2 separate regions of the Mus musculus genome follow, and region 2 is linked to region 1. A link is a contact called in public HiChIP or PLAC-seq data. All regions are on one chromosome and are shown on one strand. The core of a region is the stretch at or near the end of the contact, and the rest is flanking DNA. Distances in the headings are between cores, read along the strand shown. Region 1 holds the start of Afap1 (actin filament associated protein 1). Region 2 overlaps Ablim2 (actin-binding LIM protein 2).

The links. HiChIP or PLAC-seq counts read pairs in DNA pulled down with a chosen protein or histone mark.
Region 2: a contact with region 1 is called in an H3K27ac HiChIP or PLAC-seq map of embryonic stem cells, with 6 read pairs. The contact joins the enhancer-like site here to the promoter of Afap1 in region 1. A contact is called at or near these places in 1 of 484 Hi-C or Micro-C datasets (CD4 T cells) and 2 of 115 datasets of contacts at active chromatin or transcription factors (both in embryonic stem cells).

The regions. Positions count from the first base shown.
Region 1 is chr5:35,890,929-35,895,749 of GRCm38.p6, forward strand. It overlaps Afap1 (actin filament associated protein 1), which reads left to right and starts at 2,391. Exons shown (of 17, transcript NM_027373.2): 1 at 2,391-2,612.
Region 2 is chr5:35,780,441-35,785,261 of GRCm38.p6, forward strand. All of the region lies in intron 1 of Ablim2 (actin-binding LIM protein 2), which reads left to right. Among named protein-coding and RNA genes, the nearest start is that of Ablim2, 25 kb to the left of the region's middle. Within about 2 kb of position 2,376, at least 16 of the 459 cell types and tissues checked have an H3K27ac peak or open chromatin away from gene starts, as enhancers often do. A contact at or near this core is called in embryonic stem cells, where this site is marked.

The DNA of each region.
Region 1 (4,821 bases), core at 1,141-3,640:
ATTACAGCTTGGGGGAGTTCATGGGACTCAAGCTGGGGTTGTGGAGCTCTAGGCCCTGCCCTCCGCTTCTGACACTCTCCTCCTCTCTACCTTTCCTACAAGTGTCCAAGTCACCAAACACGGACTGATACATGTGGTGTGGCTATCGTTTGGGGTGGGTGTTGGGGGGAACAGCCACAAGCAAACTACCAGTTAGCACCTGCATTTGTGTGTCTATCCAGAAGCTCAGCTCACCCACCGATGCAGGTCAACCTTGGCCGAAAGGGTGAGAGGCAGAGGAAGGAGAGGGAGCCGAACTGAAATCCTGGTCCTCAGAGAAGCCGAGGCGCATGCGACGGACGAGCCTCAGAGGTCTTCTGGTCCCTTGCTCAGGTTCTCAAGGAGGAAGCCTGAGTATGAAGGAGGAGGTGACCTCACCTCAGAGCCAGGAAAGAGATTAATGTCCTCCCCCATCAGTGTAGCACAGACCCAGAGTCTGCAGACGGCTCAAAAATAAATAACTAAAGGTATTTTTCATGAGTTATGATTCATTTTAGAAGAAAATATCTACAATTATGTTTGGAGCCTGGGGCACTGTCCACATCCACATTTTATTGCTGTGGAGTGAACTGGCCAGAAATCTATGCAGATGCCAACAGGGTCTGTCATCTTTGAAAAAGCCAATTTGAAAACTTGGACTGAATTGCTTGAGCTTCGGATAAAATAGTGAATGATGCCCTGGAGGACTCCTTTATGGCCAACCCCTTTCAACTCCAACCAGAACCAGTTACCCCCAACCCTCCCTGGACCCTGTCTGCTCATATGAAACGGGCCTGAGGCCACTGGAGGACACTCAGGATGACAGCATGAGAGGGTAACACAGGTTGGAGTGACTGGCCTTTAGACATTTCTGTTCTTAGAATGTTCCGGGCCATAATAGCCATCTCTCCCATCCTCACGCCACCTGCCTTCCCCTCCCATCTTCCTTGGCTCCCTTTATTTGTCTCCTTCTCTGGCCTTCCCCAAGCACAGCTGCTCTCATTTTTGAGCAAAGCAGCCCACCATCCTGCCTCTGTGTCCCAGCACAGCTCGTACAGCAGGACGGTGTCCCAGAATGTCTCGCTTTTCTGTTGTCCTGATAATACCTGGACAAAAGCAAGTTAGGAAAGAACGGTTTCTGTTGGCCCACGGCTCTCCAGCTGTGGTCCAGTCCTTGACTGTAAGGAAGTCACAGTGTCAGGAGCTGAAGGCTGCTGGTCCTACCACACTCACCTTCAAGAAGCTGAGGCCAATTAATACCTGAACTCAACTAGATGGCTCCTTTTAAAACAGACCAGGACTTGAGCCCAGTGACAAGTGCTACCCACCTTCAGTGTTAGTCTTCCCACCTCAACCAAATCTAGGTAACTACTTTGTACATGCATGCTCAGCGATGAGGTAATCCTTCACAACAAGTTAACAATTAACACTAACCACACCAATCAAACCCATTCCCAAGAATAGCTCTTCTCGAATAAGGGGCTGTACCAAGAGGCCCCAGTGCCTGGGCAAGCAGATCATCTGTTGGCTTGGGGAGTCAGACAGGAGGATTGAGGCTCTGCATGGACTCCAGGACTCACTGAGGAGCGGCAGGCTGGCCTGTCTCTGGAAGTAAGCTATTTGTAATTTGGGGGGAGTCCAACTGAGGTCTGGTGATCACTGCTGACTGGATTGGATCCTGCAGTGATCATGTATGTGGATAGGGCTTCTGATGAGGGTATCCATCCCAAGAGAAGCATGCTGTCTCCAGCCATGATCACAAAGGCTCTCGTCAGAGGCAGAAGGGAAGTCTTGGAGAAGAGGGACAGGTTGTGAAATAGAGGGAAATCCACGAATGTTGTAGAGATACATTCCAGAACAGTCCTCTAAGGCTTGGGCGAATTTTAAAGATAATTGAGATATGGATAAATGGAAATGGTAGTAGGTAGATAGGAGTCATGCCTGGTGGGGGAATGGAAAAACAAAAAACAAAAACAAGGCTCTGAGCAGGAAAGGGATGAGATTAATAATTGGATCCTGAAGTAGGACAGCGAAATGGATCTGCTTGGCACAGCACCTAAAGGGAGTTTTCTCTTTCTTTCCACCCTTAATGATACCAACACCCTTCGACCAGAAGACGGACAAGGCTATGAGGATCGCAATTCGGATGGCAAGAACCATCAGTTTTCCTTTAGAACCAATTCTAGCTTTGGGGTGAGCACCGAGTACCACTGAGCTTAGTCCACGTGGGCGCTGAGCCCGAAGCGAAATCAGATCAGCGCAGAGTCCCGGGTGCCGGCTCGGACCCACGGCCCCGCCCAGCCTCTCTTTGTTCCTCCTGGCCCCGCCCCCTCCGCCCAACTCCCTAACCATTGGCTAGAGGGCGGGTTCTTGCTGTTCAGGGGGCGGGGCTATGGAGGCAGGCGGGGCCTGTCGCGCCTGCGCAGAATCCTCCGGCCACAGCTCGCACCGGCGGTGTCTGGGCTCCAGGTCCCGACTGAGAGATCGCTGAGCTGCGCAGGGCCCCGCCCCGGGCTCCATTGTTGAGGCAGCGGGCGCTCCGCGGGCTGCGCTCCTCTCGGCCGTCCAGTGCTCACGAGCCACTGAATCCTGAGGTGAGGCGGCGGCGACTTTGAACCCGTAGCGGGGCCAGGTGTCCCACGATGTCCTCGGGCAAGGTCCCCAAGCTGGATGCCCTGGGCCGGGCAGGGTCCCCAGACAAGGCTGGGCAGGATCTCCAGGGCCGGGTAGGGTCATCGAGGCCCTTCAGGGTGTTAGACAGGACTGACCAGGGACTCCTGACAGGGCAGCGTCTCCGGACAGGGCATGGTCCCTATACAGGGGTGGACGGGGTCTCCAGGGCTAAGTTGGATCCCTGGAGGTCAGAGTCCCCAGGGCCAGGTAGGGTCCCCGAGGCCCTTCAGGGTCCCCAGACAGGGCTGGGCAGGGTCAGCGGGCTGGGATGGTTTTCCAAGAACTGTTCGAAGATCCGGTCATCCGAGACCTAAAGGACAGACCGCATATTTGGACTTGCAGGACGATCGCTAAGGCTGAACTGGGGTTCCCGGCTTGGCAGTCGGCTGAAATGGGTCGGAGAGTGTGCTGCCCGGTTGGTGGCAGCTGCCTTCTCCTCTAGAGGGACAGGAACACCGAGAGGGCTGGCCTGGATGGACCCGAGCACTCAGGAGTCTGTGCGCCCTGGCATTGTCTCGCCGCCGGGTGGCACAGAGGGCTCTGCACCTCCAGGTCCTGGCCACCCCACGAGTGGGCTCTTTTCCGGCCCTCCTTCTTGGGTGTAGCTAGTTGATTGTCACCAAGAGGGACCGGGGGTTGGGGGACCCTTGTGTGAGGGAGCCTTCCTGTTTCCCTATGTGGTGTGGATGGCTCCGGAGGTAACTACGTGGACTTAAGTGTGTGGGGAGGCTTGGCGGGTGGAAAGGCTGTTTCTGTCCCTGTATTGGTACGATTTCGTGTGTCAGTGAAGGTGACAGCGTGGACACGCGCGCATGGGATCCTGGTCCTGTGTCCCATGGCTTGTCGACCCAGGCTTTGCCCATTCAGTCCTGGCCCCCGCTTTGGGTGTGCATTGGGCACTGGAGTTTCGGTGAGGTGAGCGAAGCCCTGTGCGTGCTGGGCGCAGTTAGCCTAAGGTGGTGTGGACCGGACTTTGGTATTGTCTTTATTCAGTGAGTTGAAGCGGGGAGCGGGCGGGGTGGGGGGCGCTACACGGGCTCTGGAGTAGCCCGTCTGAGAACGTGCCCCTCACCCTGCGGGTCTCTGGGGAGCGTGGGGCTGTCACTGTGCTGGAAGCTGCAAGTCCAGCCATGGAGTTTCTTACTCCTGACTTAGGCCTGGCGACCCAGAGGCCGGTGCTGATTGGAGGGAGCAGAGCCTCTCTGCCCTCAGCTTCTTGATTTCTTCCGTTGGGAAGAAAAAAAAAATCTGGAAAGCCAGAGAGTTGACTTTGTAACTCCCAGTCAGCGCCTGGCAAGTGGAAGAAACTCTCCCAAGAACTTGGCGTGCTGCAGAATGAGTTTGAATCAAGAAAATCTACACCCAGGGAACCAAGCCAAAGCAGTTACAGTTGGAGATCAGATTTATGAAGGCAGCCCTGGGGTGAGGTCCAGGGAGGGGACCTGATGCTGCCCCTCAGGCTGGGCCCTCCTCAGCTACTAACTAATGTGGAGACCATTCATTAGATACTGCTTCTTTGAGCATTTCAAAATCACTTGTCATGTATCCAGGATGGTGTGTGTGTGTGTGTGTGTGTGTGTGTGTGTGTGTGAGAGAGAGAGAGAGAGAGAGAGAGAGAGAGAGAGAGAGAGAGAGAGAAAGAGAGAGAGAAAGAAATCAAGCCAGTGTCTTTCTGTGGGGAGAAGGCAGGCAGCATTTGGAACTAGGAGTTTCAATAAGCAACCCACAGTTTGTCCTAAAAGAGAGCCCAACTCTAATAGCAGGATAGGATATGAAACAGCTAGGAGCCATCCTTGTCCTGCTATAAGATGCACACTTAGTCTCTGCCATCTCCTACTTCTGTGCTTGCACCAGCTCAGCTCTGGGTGCTGAGCTCTGGCAAGCTTCTGCCTCATCAAATGTTCTCTCTGAGCCTTCCTTATGTTAGTTCTGTCCTTTAGACATTGTGAGTTTGGGCCAAAAGTACCTATCATAGCTTGTTAAAACAAACAAACAAACAAACAAACAAACAAAAAAACCAACACTCTGAAAGCCACAGACCCAGTTTGTACCCCAGAGCAGGGAGGAGGTGGGGCCCAAATGAGAGAGCCTTTGTCTACACCATGAATCCAGGTACAAAGCCTCAACCCA
Region 2 (4,821 bases), core at 1,126-3,625, 110 kb before region 1:
ACTGTCCCAGGGGTTGATATATGGGTGAGCACAGATGGGCCGGCCTCCAGGGTGGACACAACAAAGGAACATGAGGACAGTCAAGGGCATGGGATTGAAGGAAGGTTTATAGCTTATGTTGAGCTGTTTCAAATTGCAGAGCTGAGAGGTTTCCTCTTAATCTGAGAGGGCTCATGAACCCTGGCAACAAGATGACTATTTGTACAGGGAGTCCCAGGCCAGAAGGGTAGGGATTGAGGTCCGTGGTGGCAGAGAGGATGGGATGCCCTGTAAGGTGTGAGGAGAGAGTAATGTGAATACTGATGTCTGGCTCTGGTTGATCCAACCCTGACAGTCACCTTGATGAAAGTGGGAAGAAGGGTGTTAGGAGGGAGGGGCGTGCTGCAGAGATATAACCAGTTTCCAGCCTTATCCTGCTGTGGACATCCAGTCAATATGAATTCATGAAGCTGGACTGGAATAAGGCAGCCCCATCTAGTCTGATTGTTGTCCTTAGAAGAGGGAAGGCAGATGGTAGACAGAGCCAGGAGGCCATGTGGGTGGAACAATCACAGACCAATGACAGCCTGGTGGCCTGTGACCAACAAACAAGGCAGGATGGAGGTGGGGTCCTCCTTGGGTCCCAGGGGAAATGTGGTCCTGGCGTTCATTGCCATGGGGCCTCTGCTCTCTGTGACTGTGTGAGAATCAATGCCTGTTATTCATGGGATTTTGCACCAGTTGGTCTGGATATTGTCAGAAATTGGCAGGGAAAGCCTGTCCTGAGGGCCAGCCCTGCCCTAGCATATCTTCTCCTCAACCTCCTGCAGCCTAGGTGGGCCACATCCCCGATTTACAGATGGTCAGACAGGCCCCAAGGCAAGGTCTCTGGACCAAGGTCACAGGGCGCTGGGTAAATGACTAAGGCAGCTGGGCAAGGACAAAGCTGTGGTGACTGAGAATACAACAGTGAGCTGTTTCCTGGCTGTGACAGAGTGTGGGTCTCCCAGGGAGGCATCCAGCACGCAGCTGAGCTGGGGGCCCAGTACTTAGGACTGACATTCCTTACCAACAACTAGGCAAGGTCTCTTGCCCCTCAAATGGTGAGTTTTCTTATCCTTGAAGGGGCATGGATGTCTTGTTCACTTTAAAGTCACACTGAAAGTCTCCCTGTTTCTGGTGAAAGAACCTAGTGGGAAAACCCCCACTCACCTCCCGATTTGGTGTGCACCCAAGAATAATGAACAAACAGACTGTCTTGATGTAAAAACATGAGGTAGTTTAATGGCGGAGCTCTGGGTCGAAAAGTATCTCACGCAGGAGACAGTGGATTTGACCAAGAGGCTTGGAAGCTAGGGGTTTTTATAGAAAAGGGGCTGGGACTGGGGGAGGAATTGATGCAGTTTCACATGATTGGTCCATTTAAACATCAGCCAACTGTACATGCAGATAAGATTTAACTTAGGTCAGAAGAGCAGGAGATAGGGAGGCGCAGGGCCAGTCCAGCATGTCATTCTCTTTATCTTTATGGCCAAGCAGCCTCAGGAATGTCTTAATGGCAGTCCTGCCCGGGCATGTCCTGGCCTGTTCTTCTATGTTCTCAACCCCAGGTTTCAAAGCTCACAAACAACTCTTTGGGCTATTTGACATAAATTACATGAATCACAGGTCTCAAGTTTTATTTTCTTTCACTGGCACCTGAATTTACTTGTTCAAAAGTGAAGATGTTAGTCTAGTTGGAGAATCTCTCAACTGAAAATGTAAAATTCAAAATGCTCCAAACCCTAAACTTTTGTTGCTCTAGCACTGTGTGTCACACATGGAAAATTCCACAGCATGAATCTTCATTTTCATGCACAGAATTTTTAAAAAATATGATGTCAAGTTACATTCAGACTACAGAAGAAAGACCCAAGGTTCAGGTCTGGGTCCCTGCAACCCCATTATGCATATGTAAATATCCTGAGATCCCATTATGCAAATACAAACATCCTGAGCTCAGACATACTTCCAGGAGTCTAAGTGTTTGGGGACATTAGAAACCGGAAACATTTGTGGTCCTGGGCATCTTGAATTATGGATACTCAGCTGTAGTCTCAACCACTGATATTGCTGTGAGCAGTGGGGATCAGGACACTGGGGTGTCAGGTTGTAAGGGACAACATGAAGCTGAGAATAAGGGCTCCCCAGGGTGAGTGGGGCACTTTCCAATCCATCAGTAGTGTTCACGAGAGAGATGAGTTAGTTAGATGAGCTGCACCAGGACACACAAACCTTTGCTCCCTCCAGCAAATGCCTCTTTCCCAGAAACATCCAGGTTCCCATGGGTCTGAAGGTCAGGGACCTAGCTTCTCGGGTGGGTGCAGGCTGCAGCCTTGGGAGCTGGCATGAGGAAGAGAATAGGAAGTAGGTGAAGTGTCTGGGTGGGGTGGGGTGGGGGTTCTACTGTGGGTGTGTGTAAACAGCTCACCTCTTCCCTTGAAATCTTGCTGTTTAGCCTGTCCCCGCCTTGCCTGGGCAGCTGTGGGGGTTGGGATAGGACGTTCTGCACTGCGGGTGGCGACCTGTTCTCTGGTGTGAAATCAGTTTAGTGGGTCGCTGCAGCATGCTTTACATAAGAAGTTGAACTGAATTGGAAGCGGCAGAGATGTACACCCCTCATGGTAAGGACGGCTCTGAGGAGGCCTGGCACAAAATACTGTCACATTAGCCCAATCATCGCTAAGTATGGGAGGCTGAGAAAACAAAACAAACCAACCAAACAAAAAACCAACAATAAAGCAAAAACAAACAAACAAACAAACACCCCAAACTCATCCCTCCCACCTGCAACCATCATCTGAGTTAGAAAACAGGAGCATTGCAGGTGGGATTATGTCAAGAATGCTGAGACAGGAGACAGCCCAGGATCATGAGTTGAGCCCCACCCTCATCCCCTTGCTGTCACAGACATTTTTACAAGAAAGGGGAGGGTGTAGAGGAGGAATAGAGACAGCTCCACTGGGAAGGAGAAGCTTCCCAGAGGCAGAGGTGGGAGTCTCAGCAGCAGGAGAGGCCAGGAGGAAATCTCTCCTTAGTCCCCAGCCTGGCCCTGCCATGCCTGAACTTCCCAGTGACTCCTCATTTGGACTCTGGTTCTAGTCTACCTAGTCTGTAAGTACCTAGTCTACAATGACCCAGGGCACTAATACACCCACAGCAGAACAGCCCAAGGTCACAGGCATTCATTGGCAGCAAACTCTTTTTTAGAAAAGAGTTATTTATATACTTCTGTGTATGAGTATTTTGCCTGCATGGGTGTATATACACCATGTATATGCCTGATGTCCACAGAGGGCAGAAGAGGGTGCTGGATCCCCTGAAATTAGAGTTGCAGATGGTTTTGAGGTAACATGTAGGTGCTGGGAACCCAACCCAGGTAAACTGTAAGAGCAGCCAGTGCTCTAAACTAACCGAGCCACTTCTCCAGTCCCAACAATGAGTTCTTATCACTTAGTGAAGGTCTGCAGTGGGCTGTAGATGAGCTGCCCTTGCTGGGTATGGTGGGGCCTCTGTTCCTTTTCTCTCCTCTCTCCTGGGCCCACAGGCTACCACATATGTCTTGCCACACTAGCAGAAGCATAAAGGAACAGGGGAGTGACCAGGACTGCTTGCTCAGGCTTGCAATAGGAATGGGTCAGTCACATGGTCACTTCTGCCTATGAGCAGCCATTGGTCCAAGCCAACCACATGAACTTGCCTGCACAAAGTCATGGGACTGGAAAGCACTCCTAAGGGCTAGAAGCTGTGGATTCTAGAGGGGTGAACTCTACCTATGATGGTTTGAATAAAAATGGTCCCCACTGACTCATGGGTTTGAATGCTTGGCCCACAGGGAGTGGCACAATTAGGAGATGTGGCTTTGTTGGAGTAGGTGTGGCCTTGCTGGAGGAAGTATGTCACTGTGGGATGGGCTTTGAGGTCTCATATGCTCAGGCTATACTCAGTGTGGTATACAGTCTCCTTCTGCTGCCTTCGGATCAAGATGTAGACCTCTCAGCTCCTTCTCCAGCACCATGTCTGCCTACATGCTGCCATGCTTCCCACCCTGATAATAATGGACTAAACCTCTGAAACTGTAAGCCAGGCCCAATTAAATGATGTCCTTTATAAGAGTTGCTATGGTCATGGTGTCTGTTCACAGTGATGAAACCCTAAGACACTACCCACAACAGGTAAACACATCCATGTGTCTGGGGTGCTGTTTTTGAGCAGCTTGGAAGCCACTAGGCAATGAGAGTGGACATGGTACAAGAGGCTCTGGCCCCTTATGTCACCCTCAGGTCTCAGAGGTTTTAGGACTGTATTTCCTCTCTTTAAGACCCTCTGCATCAGCATGCATGGTCCATGTAGGGTAAGAACCGCCCCCCCCCATATCCTTATCCCAAATCCACAGGAAGAAAATGGGGCATGTCCTGGGGGATCTGGGGGGGGGGGCTACTCTTTCCCTAAACCCAGGCCAAGGTTCCTTATCCCTCAAGCATACATCCTTTGGGAAGGAATATGCAGATTGCTCATTAGCATAAACCAGTTAGGTCTTAGCTTGGATCTGGAGGTGGGGCTTCTCTTGCACAGTCACATTACTTGAGAGTGGACAGGTAGACTTTGAGATACAGCTGATAGGGAGGGCTGAGGAGGCAGTTGCTGTCAACTCCTGGGTCCCCATCACCCCACTGGTGAGCAGGGACCCCAATGGGAGCAAAGTGCTTGAGCACTCAGCTGGCTTGAATGTACTTTTGGGTCTACACCATACCATCTGCTGTCCTGCTCAGAACGCTGGGGCTAGGGAATCTCCCAGGAAGC